Linked DNA regions of Delphinus delphis: region 2 is linked to region 1. A link is a contact called in public Hi-C data. All regions are on one chromosome and are shown on one strand. Each heading gives the region's core, a stretch centred on a gene start, on an enhancer-like site or on the middle of the called end of the contact. The rest is flanking DNA. Distances are from core to core; before and after follow the strand shown. Region 1 holds the start of ADSS2 (adenylosuccinate synthase 2). Region 2 holds the start of DESI2 (desumoylating isopeptidase 2).

What was found. Hi-C and Micro-C count contacts between places; a contact is called where the count stands out from the background.
Region 2: a contact with region 1 is called in a Hi-C map of lung, with 6 times the contacts expected there. The contact joins the promoter of DESI2 here to the promoter of ADSS2 in region 1. A contact is called at or near these places in 2 of 3 Hi-C or Micro-C datasets (lung and muscle).

The regions. Positions count from the first base shown.
Region 1 is chr1:157,878,694-157,883,190 of mDelDel1.2, reverse strand. It overlaps ADSS2 (adenylosuccinate synthase 2), which reads left to right and starts at 1,942. Exons shown (of 13, transcript XM_059996988.1): 1 at 1,942-2,265. The coding sequence starts at 2,083.
Region 2 is chr1:158,164,121-158,168,502 of mDelDel1.2, reverse strand. DESI2 (desumoylating isopeptidase 2) reads right to left here and starts at 2,697. Exons shown (of 4, transcript XM_059997009.1): 1 at 2,427-2,697. The coding sequence starts at 2,468.

The DNA.
Region 1 (4,497 bases), core at 693-3,192:
TTTACCCAGTTCAGTGTTATGAACTTAAAGTTATCAGAAACCTGCATTCTAGAGCAGTGGTCCCCAACCTTTTTGGCACCAGGGACTGGTTTTGTGGAAGACAATTTTTTTCTCATGGACCAGGGTTGGGTGGGGAGGATGCTTCAGGCGGTAACGTGAGCAATGGGGAGCGGCAGATGAAGTTTCGCAGGCTCCCCTGCCGCTCACCTCCCACTGTGCAGCCTGGGGGGGGTTGGGGACCCCTGTTCTAGAGTATTTGTTAGGGTCTTTTCCAGGAATCTCCTTGAAGACGAAGCATGTTTATAGGAATATTCTTGTAAAGCATCAGAGTAAAACAGTAACTCTCTGTGAATGACAAAAGACTTAAATGTCTGTTATTAAAGATCCAATAAGAGTCCATTATTATGGAATTGACATGGGAATTTGGTAAGTTCTATGACACACATTTTAAGATAATAACTAGAATTATGAATGATAATACACCAGAACATATCAAGATTTCTAGGAATGTCATAATTTCTGAAACATTTATGACATATACAGATGCAATGTAAAGAAGGCTTAGTATTATTTATTTGACAATGCTTCCCATGTAATTTCCCAAATAAGCCTAATTAGTTTAATATCTCCTTTTTAATAAAGAGAGAGAACAGATCCTTCAAGATGCTCCAGAGGCCCTCCAAAAAAATCCCAAAGTTAGTTTAAGGTCAAAAAGACTTCATTTATAGTTTGATTCTTGGGAAGTTTTTAAAAAATATCAAAAATTTTGGACATGACTAAATTGGATCACAGATCATTATAAAATAATATTTATTCATTTAACTAAAGTGGCAAAAAGATTTCAAAGGTTAGAGCATTGTTGCTGGGGCAGGGAGGAATCTGCCTTCTTTTTTTTAAAAGTAGGAGATAAAATTCCTGTGTGAAAAATGTCTTCCCTTATCCCAGAAGAAGAGTAATATTCTTATCTTCCTTGTTCCTCTGGTTATGCAATCTGCTAGGAATGGTACCTGCACGACAGCTACCCCGTTGGGGCTTCCTGACTCCACTTAAAATGAGCCTAATTTATTTTCACAGTATACTTGGGAATCTAGCGACAACTGAAACACTAAACACTACAGAAAGGACCTGGGCTCTGGACTCAGACCATCTAGGTACCAATTCATCCCTCACTGGAGGAAGTTCACTAACTTTTAAACCCTGTAAAATAAGGATAAGATAGTATTACCTACCTCATATGGTTGTGGGAATTAAAAGTGTATTATAGTATTTGGCATATATTGTATGACATGGGCAATTCATTCCTTCTCTCTGAACTTCTGTTACTAATATGTAAAATGAGAAGGTATAGGACTCTACGTGTTCTCTACATTTTCAGGCCTAATGTCCTCTACATTACTGCTTTACTTTCGAGTTTGCCTGTTACCATCTCTGTTCTTACTTCCAGAGCTTTACTTTCCAAATTATAAATCTATAGTACGTTTCAATTTCATCCCATTTGTATTTTGAAATTGCACCCTTTGTATTTTGTACACACTGTCTCATCCCTTAATAAAAACAAATTAAAAATTATTTAAATATGAACATTTTCAGAGACTGAAACGTGCAGATGGCAGACACCAAATCTCTGGTATACGTCGCTTCCGCCAGAGCGCTGCCGGGAGTTGTAGTCTGACGCACAGGCACACACCTCCCCGCCTCTCCAGTTTGAAAAGCGGGAGGACGGGCGGGTGGGCGGGGCGTTGAGGCTGAAGCGCGCTCGAAGCCCCGCCCCCGCCCCTTTCCGCTCGCCCGGTTCGCCCTGGAGGGGCGCGCCCGGCCGTGGAAGGGGCGTGGTCTTTCCCTGAGGGGCGGTGCTGCCGAGGCCGGCGTCCTCCGGGAGGTCGTGATTCCCCCCGCGCCGAGGGCGGCGGGAGCGCTGGGCGGGCCTGGCGGGAGGGTGGCGACCCGACAGGCGGCGGGGCGGGGGCGGGTTGGCTCTGGCTCCTTCTTCCTCCGCATGTGGCTGGCGGCCGCAGAGCAGTTCAGTTCGCGCACTCCTGCCCGCCCGCGTCCCCTTCGGGCTCTCCTCGCGTCTCTGGAGCCATGGCGTTCGCAGAGACCAACCCGGCGGCATCCTCCTTGCCCAACGGCGACTGCGGCCGCCCCAGGGCGCGGCCCGGAGGGAACCGGGTGACGGTGGTGCTCGGCGCGCAGTGGGGCGACGAAGGCAAGGGGAAGGTGGTGGATCTGCTGGCGCAGGACGCAGACATCGTGTGCCGCTGCCAGGTGAGGCGGCCGGGCTCTGATGGGAAGCCGGCCCCTGAGCTCGGGCCCAGAACTCGCATTCACCGTCCAAAATAAGGTGTCACCTTGAGGTTCTTTCCTTTTATTATGAGCTGCGGCGACGTGGAGAAATGGCGGGAGGTCGGAGACCCCTGCCCTGGGGCCTTGGGCTGAGGGCTCGGGGTGGCTCAGGAGGAAGATGCGGCTTGACGGGGAGCCTTTGAGATGCGCGATGCCTGGGGAGTTGCAGTTCTCGGTCTGGGGACAAGTGCTCAAACCCAGGACTGAGGCCGGGGTGGAGGTGGGTTACTGTTCGAATTTGAGGAGCTACCGCCCGAGGCCTGCTGGCGACTCCGGGCGGAGACCCTACGGGGCCGCAAAACCTTCCCCATCATCACCCATCCGCTCAGGGAGACCAAGTGGGCCGAAACGCCCTGAAATCCAGACTCACCACTTCCCCACCTGCAGGCCCCGAGCTTGCAGAGCTTTGCCACCTCCGGGCCACTTTGTTGACATGAGAACCCACCTCCGGGGCTTAGGGCTGTTTGATGACTGTTTAGTGTCCCCGGTTTTTTTACTCGGTACCCGGTATACTAAGGGGAGATTAATTTTACATGTTGGTCCCAGAGGTGGGAATCCCACCCAGCTCTTTTACGATTGAGGCAAGTGAAATACACGAGTGTCAAATCTAGTATTTAGAAATATTTACAGTGTTACGCTCACATCTAGAGTGAACTTTCGGGAAATGGAATGGTAAGGTACTTCCTACCGGGAGACACGTGGTTTTCACTGTAAGCTTTCTTCCTATTTGTCGTTTGCTTTGAAGCAGCCTAGAGGCTAGGCCTTTGTAAAGGCTCTTAGATAACTGTTACCAATTTTAAAATTCGAGATAGTTGAGCAATAACTACTTTCAAAACGAATGGTAGTGTAATATCTGAAGTTAACCACTGCCTGTTTAGGTTGCAAGAATGTTTCTTCTTCATGAACTTACCTGGCACAATATGATGATGCTGTGTACATTCTAACAAGTTCATAGGCCCACTTGATTGGAAGTTTTCTACCTAAAATTGAGTACCATTTGAGCATGCAGAAAAGGTAATCGTAGGCACATCAAAAGTTAAATAAAAATCTTGTTTTTTGCGTGCAAAAATCCATCCTGCCCGTTCCTTGGTTAAGACAGCTGTTGCACCAGTTGCCTCTTAGTATTACCACTAGCACCACCACCAGCACCTCCCTTCCAGCCTTCTATTCCTCCACCCCTCTGGCAACACGCATACCTTACTTAATAACACCCCTAAAGGGGTTGCCTCACACTGCCTTAGGAGCTGCTCCAGAAGGCTGGCCTTCACCTTCCTTTTGTCTTAAAATCAGATCTGGCTGTGCTGTGGGGAAAGAAGTATGAAAATATACCTAACTCTTTCTGGGTAGGAGGGGAGAGAGGCTGAGACCTGTTTATTTACTTCACTGTCATTTCTGACATCTTCCTTACACAGAAATAGTAGTGCTCGGGATCAGCTACATTATGGCTTGTAAGAAGGTTTTGGGAATGTGACCATTTTGCCTTTATTCTGGAAGATCCTCAGTTTTAACATCCCTTTGAAACGTAGTAGAATTAGTTTGTTGATTGGAGAAGGTGCTACTGTGTTACTGTAAAAAGTAATCTTGAAGGAGGTCATGGACCAATCTGATCTGATGCCCTTGGAAAGTCTAGAGAGAAGTGACGGAGAAGGAGCCAAGTTTGGCTTTAAAATGTTAGCTGAGGGCTTCCCTGGTGGCGCAGTAGTTGAGTGTCCGTCTGCCGATGCAGGGGACACGGGTTCGTGCCCCGGTCTGGGAAGATCCCACATGCCGCGGAGCGGCTGGGCCCGTGAGCCATGGCCGCTGAGCCTGCGTGTCCGGAGCCTGTGCTCCGCAACGGGAGAGACCGCAACAGTGAGAGGCCCGCGCGCCGCAAAACAAACAAACAAACAAACAAACAAAATGTTAGCTGAAGTTAGAGAAGAAACATATGAGCAGACTTGTTAGGCAGACTTTACTCACCGGGAAAGTTTTGACTTACTACCTTCCTTATATAATTTAAAAAGTGTTGTATTCTTCTAGTGCCTTTTAAGAGCTCATCATTAGAAGGATTCTTACGTCTTGTTAGTGCAGGCAGATAAGTAATGAATAGACTTAAGAATATCCCTTGTGATTCACCTTGGTAACTTTATATCATCTGGTCAGTCCTAGTAAGCT
Region 2 (4,382 bases), core at 1,448-3,947, 280 kb before region 1:
CTCAGCCCCAAATAATAAAAATTCTAATCAAACTGAAAGTTTTGTCTCCTTTCATGCATCCTACACTCTCGCTATACTGGATTTCCCAAATCCAACCTATGCCTTCCTACTCCTGCCAGTGTTCATGCTGAATGTTCCCTGCCTGCGGAAATCCTACCAATCCTTCAGGTTTTGCCCCCTTTATCTTTCAGCATTCCCTGATCCTACAAGCACACTCAGTCTTCTCCTTTACATCTTGTTCTCCTCTTATCAAAAGCATGGTATTCTGTTTTGAATTGTTACTACTGTTACTACTGTATTGTTAACTCCCCTATGACTTTCTAAATTCCTTAAAGAAAAAAAGGGTAATTAATTTTTGTGACTTTTACAGGGTCCTAACTAAATAACTGTAGGTTGCTGAGTTAGTGAGACAAAACGCTCACAGACCAAAAGCCCTTAAAAGAACATATAAAAGGAAGTTTATTAGAAGTCATATAATTCAGCTAGTTTCCATTCTGATAATAAACATTCACATGCTCCTTCTCCTCCTGTTGACACAGGAATTATTCAGTAGAGAAAATAATGAAACAGACTGTGGTCTAGAAATTCTAGATCCTATTCATAGTTACCTGGGAAGGTTTAACCTACCCTATTCTCTGCTTCCTTTGTAACTACCTACTTTACAAAAGTGATGTGAAGAATAAGATCTTTGTCATCCAGTTAATATTTTTAAAATCTTTCAGAACACTCCTCCCTTTAAAATATACTGGTTTTAATATCATCTCTAGCTTTTCCTACATTTACCACATGGCAATGATTTTTGTGATTCACAGAATACCTAAAGTGTAAAAAAGGCCATTAAAAGCCAAAGAATGTACTTTCAGTTTTATTAAAAAAGCAAAACACTCTCTTCCTCTACTTTCACAGACTTCTTTTAGGCTATGAAACCGTGGTCCTCTGGCCATTGCATAATCCTAATTTCTAACGGGGTTTAATAATCTAGAAGAAAAGGGATATTGTGCTCTCAAGAGCAGAATATATCCCGAGGGACAGATGGTTTGTAACAATCTTCACGAATAAACAAGAAACCAAATTCAGATCACTGGGGGCGTGGTAGGGAGGAGGGTAAACAGAAACAATAAAAGAGCAATAAAAATTCTTGGAAAATAAAGGCATCCACAGCTATCCACAAAACGTTTTACTCTAGAGAATTATTTACTCTAGAGAATTATTACTCTAGAGAATTACAGTCTTCTCTGTAACTTTTTCTATCATGTGCCACTTTTCTCTGTATGTTAACCCATCTCCTTTCACCTCCCAAGTTTATATGTGAACTCAACAGAGATCTGATCTCAAATCTCAAGCAGTTCTTATGGCCTTCTCACATAATTCCCAGATTGTGGCATGGGAATCCCTTTCTACCCAAGATGTTACACTGTAAATTTAAAAACTTAAAAACAATACAAGGGAGCAAAAATGTTAGATCTGTGAATGAGAACCGAGACTCCTGACCTCCAGTATTTTTGCTCTTCTGCATCTTTAAGACAACAAAAATAATGTTGGGGACTTTTTCATTTGTCAATCCACTTAACAAGAAATTTTAAACATCGCAGGTAGAAGGGAATCCCTTATAAAACAAAAACTTATCAACCGAAAGCAAACAAACCCAAACACGCATCTAACTGCAACAATAACTGTGTACTGGGTATTTCAATGGCAATTATAACGCAAACCAATCCTTGGACTCAATTCTGTGTGCTCACAGTACTCCAAAGTTAGATGACAACAAACAAGTTCTTCGAGTCCCTCTCTTGTGGTCACGTCACATACCTGTTGCATCACCCGGAAAGTGGTCTCCAAAATCCAGGAAAGGAGCACCACCATGATCCCTAAATAATTCTGCTGGGCTATTTTCTGGATAAATTTTAGCCTCATTCATTTTAATGAGGTTGCCTTGGAGGCAAGGGTGTCTTGGCTCCTGTTCACCTTTAAAGAGACTCTAACACAGGCATCACAAGCGGTGACTTTGTGGACTTACAAGAGCTTGGGAGTTTCTGAAGTCTTGGGCTGGTCTGGCAGAGTAGGCAGTCGGCGTGGGAGAAGCGGGGCTGCCCCGGAGTCCGTGTGGAGTGGGAAGTCCGGCCCGCGACCCAAGCTTCGCGGAAGGGACAAGAGGTTCGGGCCCAGCCCAGGGTCCGGGCCAAGTCGGGGCACGCGAGAGGTTCAAGACGAACCGAGTCTTGGCCAAAGCCCCGGGGCAGACTGGGCAACGCTAACAAGCGCGTCGACGTTTACAAGGATTAAAAAATAATACTCCCCTCCCCCCACACCAGAGAACCAAGCGGGAGGCAGCGACGCGAGGCAGGAAGCGCGTGGGGCCGGGTCCGAGCCGACCGGCGAGAGGGTGCGGGCCTGGGCCGGGCTCCCGCCGCTGGCGCCGTACTCACCATGTCGTACACGTTGAGCACCACTAACTGGTTAGCCCCCATCCTCCTCCCGGCGGCCGCCGCCTCGCCCTCCAGCTGCTTCGTCTCCGCGGGGCCGAGGCCGCTCTCACCGCCCCCCGGACGCCTCAGGGGGCCGGAGCCGGGCACTAAGCGCACAGCGCGGCCCGCGGCAGCCGGGGCGGGAACATCGGGAAGCGACTCGTTCCCGGGCGCCGCCAACTACACCCTCTGCGCCGACCGGGCCGGACCGCAGGCGGCCCGCTCCGGCTCAGGCGCCTCCCCCGGCAGCAGACACGTGGGGGAAGGCGGGGCCCAAGCGAGGGGCGGGCGCCAGGCCCCCGGGGGCGGGGCCGGCCGGCCGGCGCCTGGGCTGAGCCCGCCTGCGCTCTAGCCTCCACTGCCGCACTCGGACCTAAGATGGCGCAGCCTCGGTGCCTCTCGGCCCGGGAGGAGCGGGTTCCCAGAAAGACTACAGTTCCCAGCATGCAATGAGGAAGCGCAGAGGCGGAGTCTCAACTGCGGTCCTTCCACGCGGCGGGTTGCCAGCCGTCGACTACAGTTCCCAGCATGCTGCGGGGGCCCGGTGCGTCGAGCCAGGCCTCCCCGGGAGAATACAGCTCCCAGCATGCAGTGCTTGCGGTCAGCGCCCCAGCACTTGTAGTCCGCTCTTGCGGCTGGTGAGGTCTTCTAACTCTTCTACCTTACCTCTCCGCTGCTGCTGCGGTTAGTTTCTGTCACGTTTAACTCGATGAAGCCTTCGGAATGTGGCAGAAGACCATATTGATGACGCCGTTTTCCAAATCTCTCCTCATTATTATTATTATTTATTTTTGCAAGGGGAGGGGTGGGGAAATAGGGGAAGGCGGGTTACTGGTGGGGGAACCGGTGTAATATGCATCCAGTTAATCCTCAGTGTGGAATTTTACATTTACGAAAGTATCCTGCTGAGATGGGAAGAGAGTACAGTACTCATAGATTAGCACAACCGTGGGACGCAGTATGTGCTTTTGTATTCGTTCAAAAATTATTTATGTGCCTGCCCTTTGCCAGGCCGTGATGTAGGCCCTGGGGAATATAGAAATGAACAGGAGGGAGGACAAACAAAATATCGGTGATATGTGCTTTGTAGAGAGTTAAAATAGGATGAAGTGATTGAGAGTAAGCTTAGATTGGCTGCAGTGCGAAGGTCTAGGTGTAAGCTCAGATCCGAATGACGAAAAGCCAGCCCTGCAAAGTTAATTGACTCAACCAGTTAAGAAGCTATTCCACAAGTGCACGCCAAAAGGTGGCTTGGATATTGGGGGTAGTGGGTAACACTGAATAAATTAATTTGGACTATTTTGGAAGTAGACTCTACAGCAGGGGTTTCGCCCGCCCCGCCCCCCCAACACACACACAGCAGGAGGTGAGCAGCAAGCGAGGGAAGCTTCATCTGCTGCTCTCCATCGCTGGCATCTGCCGCTCCCCATCGCTGGCATCTGCCGCTCTCCATCGCTGGCATTACCGCCTCAACCATTTCCCCCCGACCCCCTTGAAAAATTATCTTCCACGAAACTGGTCCCTGGTGCCAGAAAGGTTGGGAACTGCTGCTCTACAGGACTTGCTAATGAATTGGATATTGAGTTTGTTAGGGAGAGAACACTCAAGGCTAATTTCTAGATTTTTGACTTCAGAAATTGTGTGGATGGTGGTGCCATTCATAAGATGTGAACATTGTGAAGAACAGGTTGGGAAGAGGGAAATCAAGAGTTTTGGTTTGGTCTTTTAAGTTGCAGATACCATTGAGACATCCATGATGTCAAGTAGGCATTTGGAAAAAGTGGAGACATGGCCATGATAAATGGACTCTAAAGCCTTAGGACTTACTGGATGACAGGAAAATGTGTAGCTTAGAAAAGGTAAAGGGGTCAAAGACAAAGATCTAGCCCCCATCATGTAGAGGAGGAAGAGGAATCA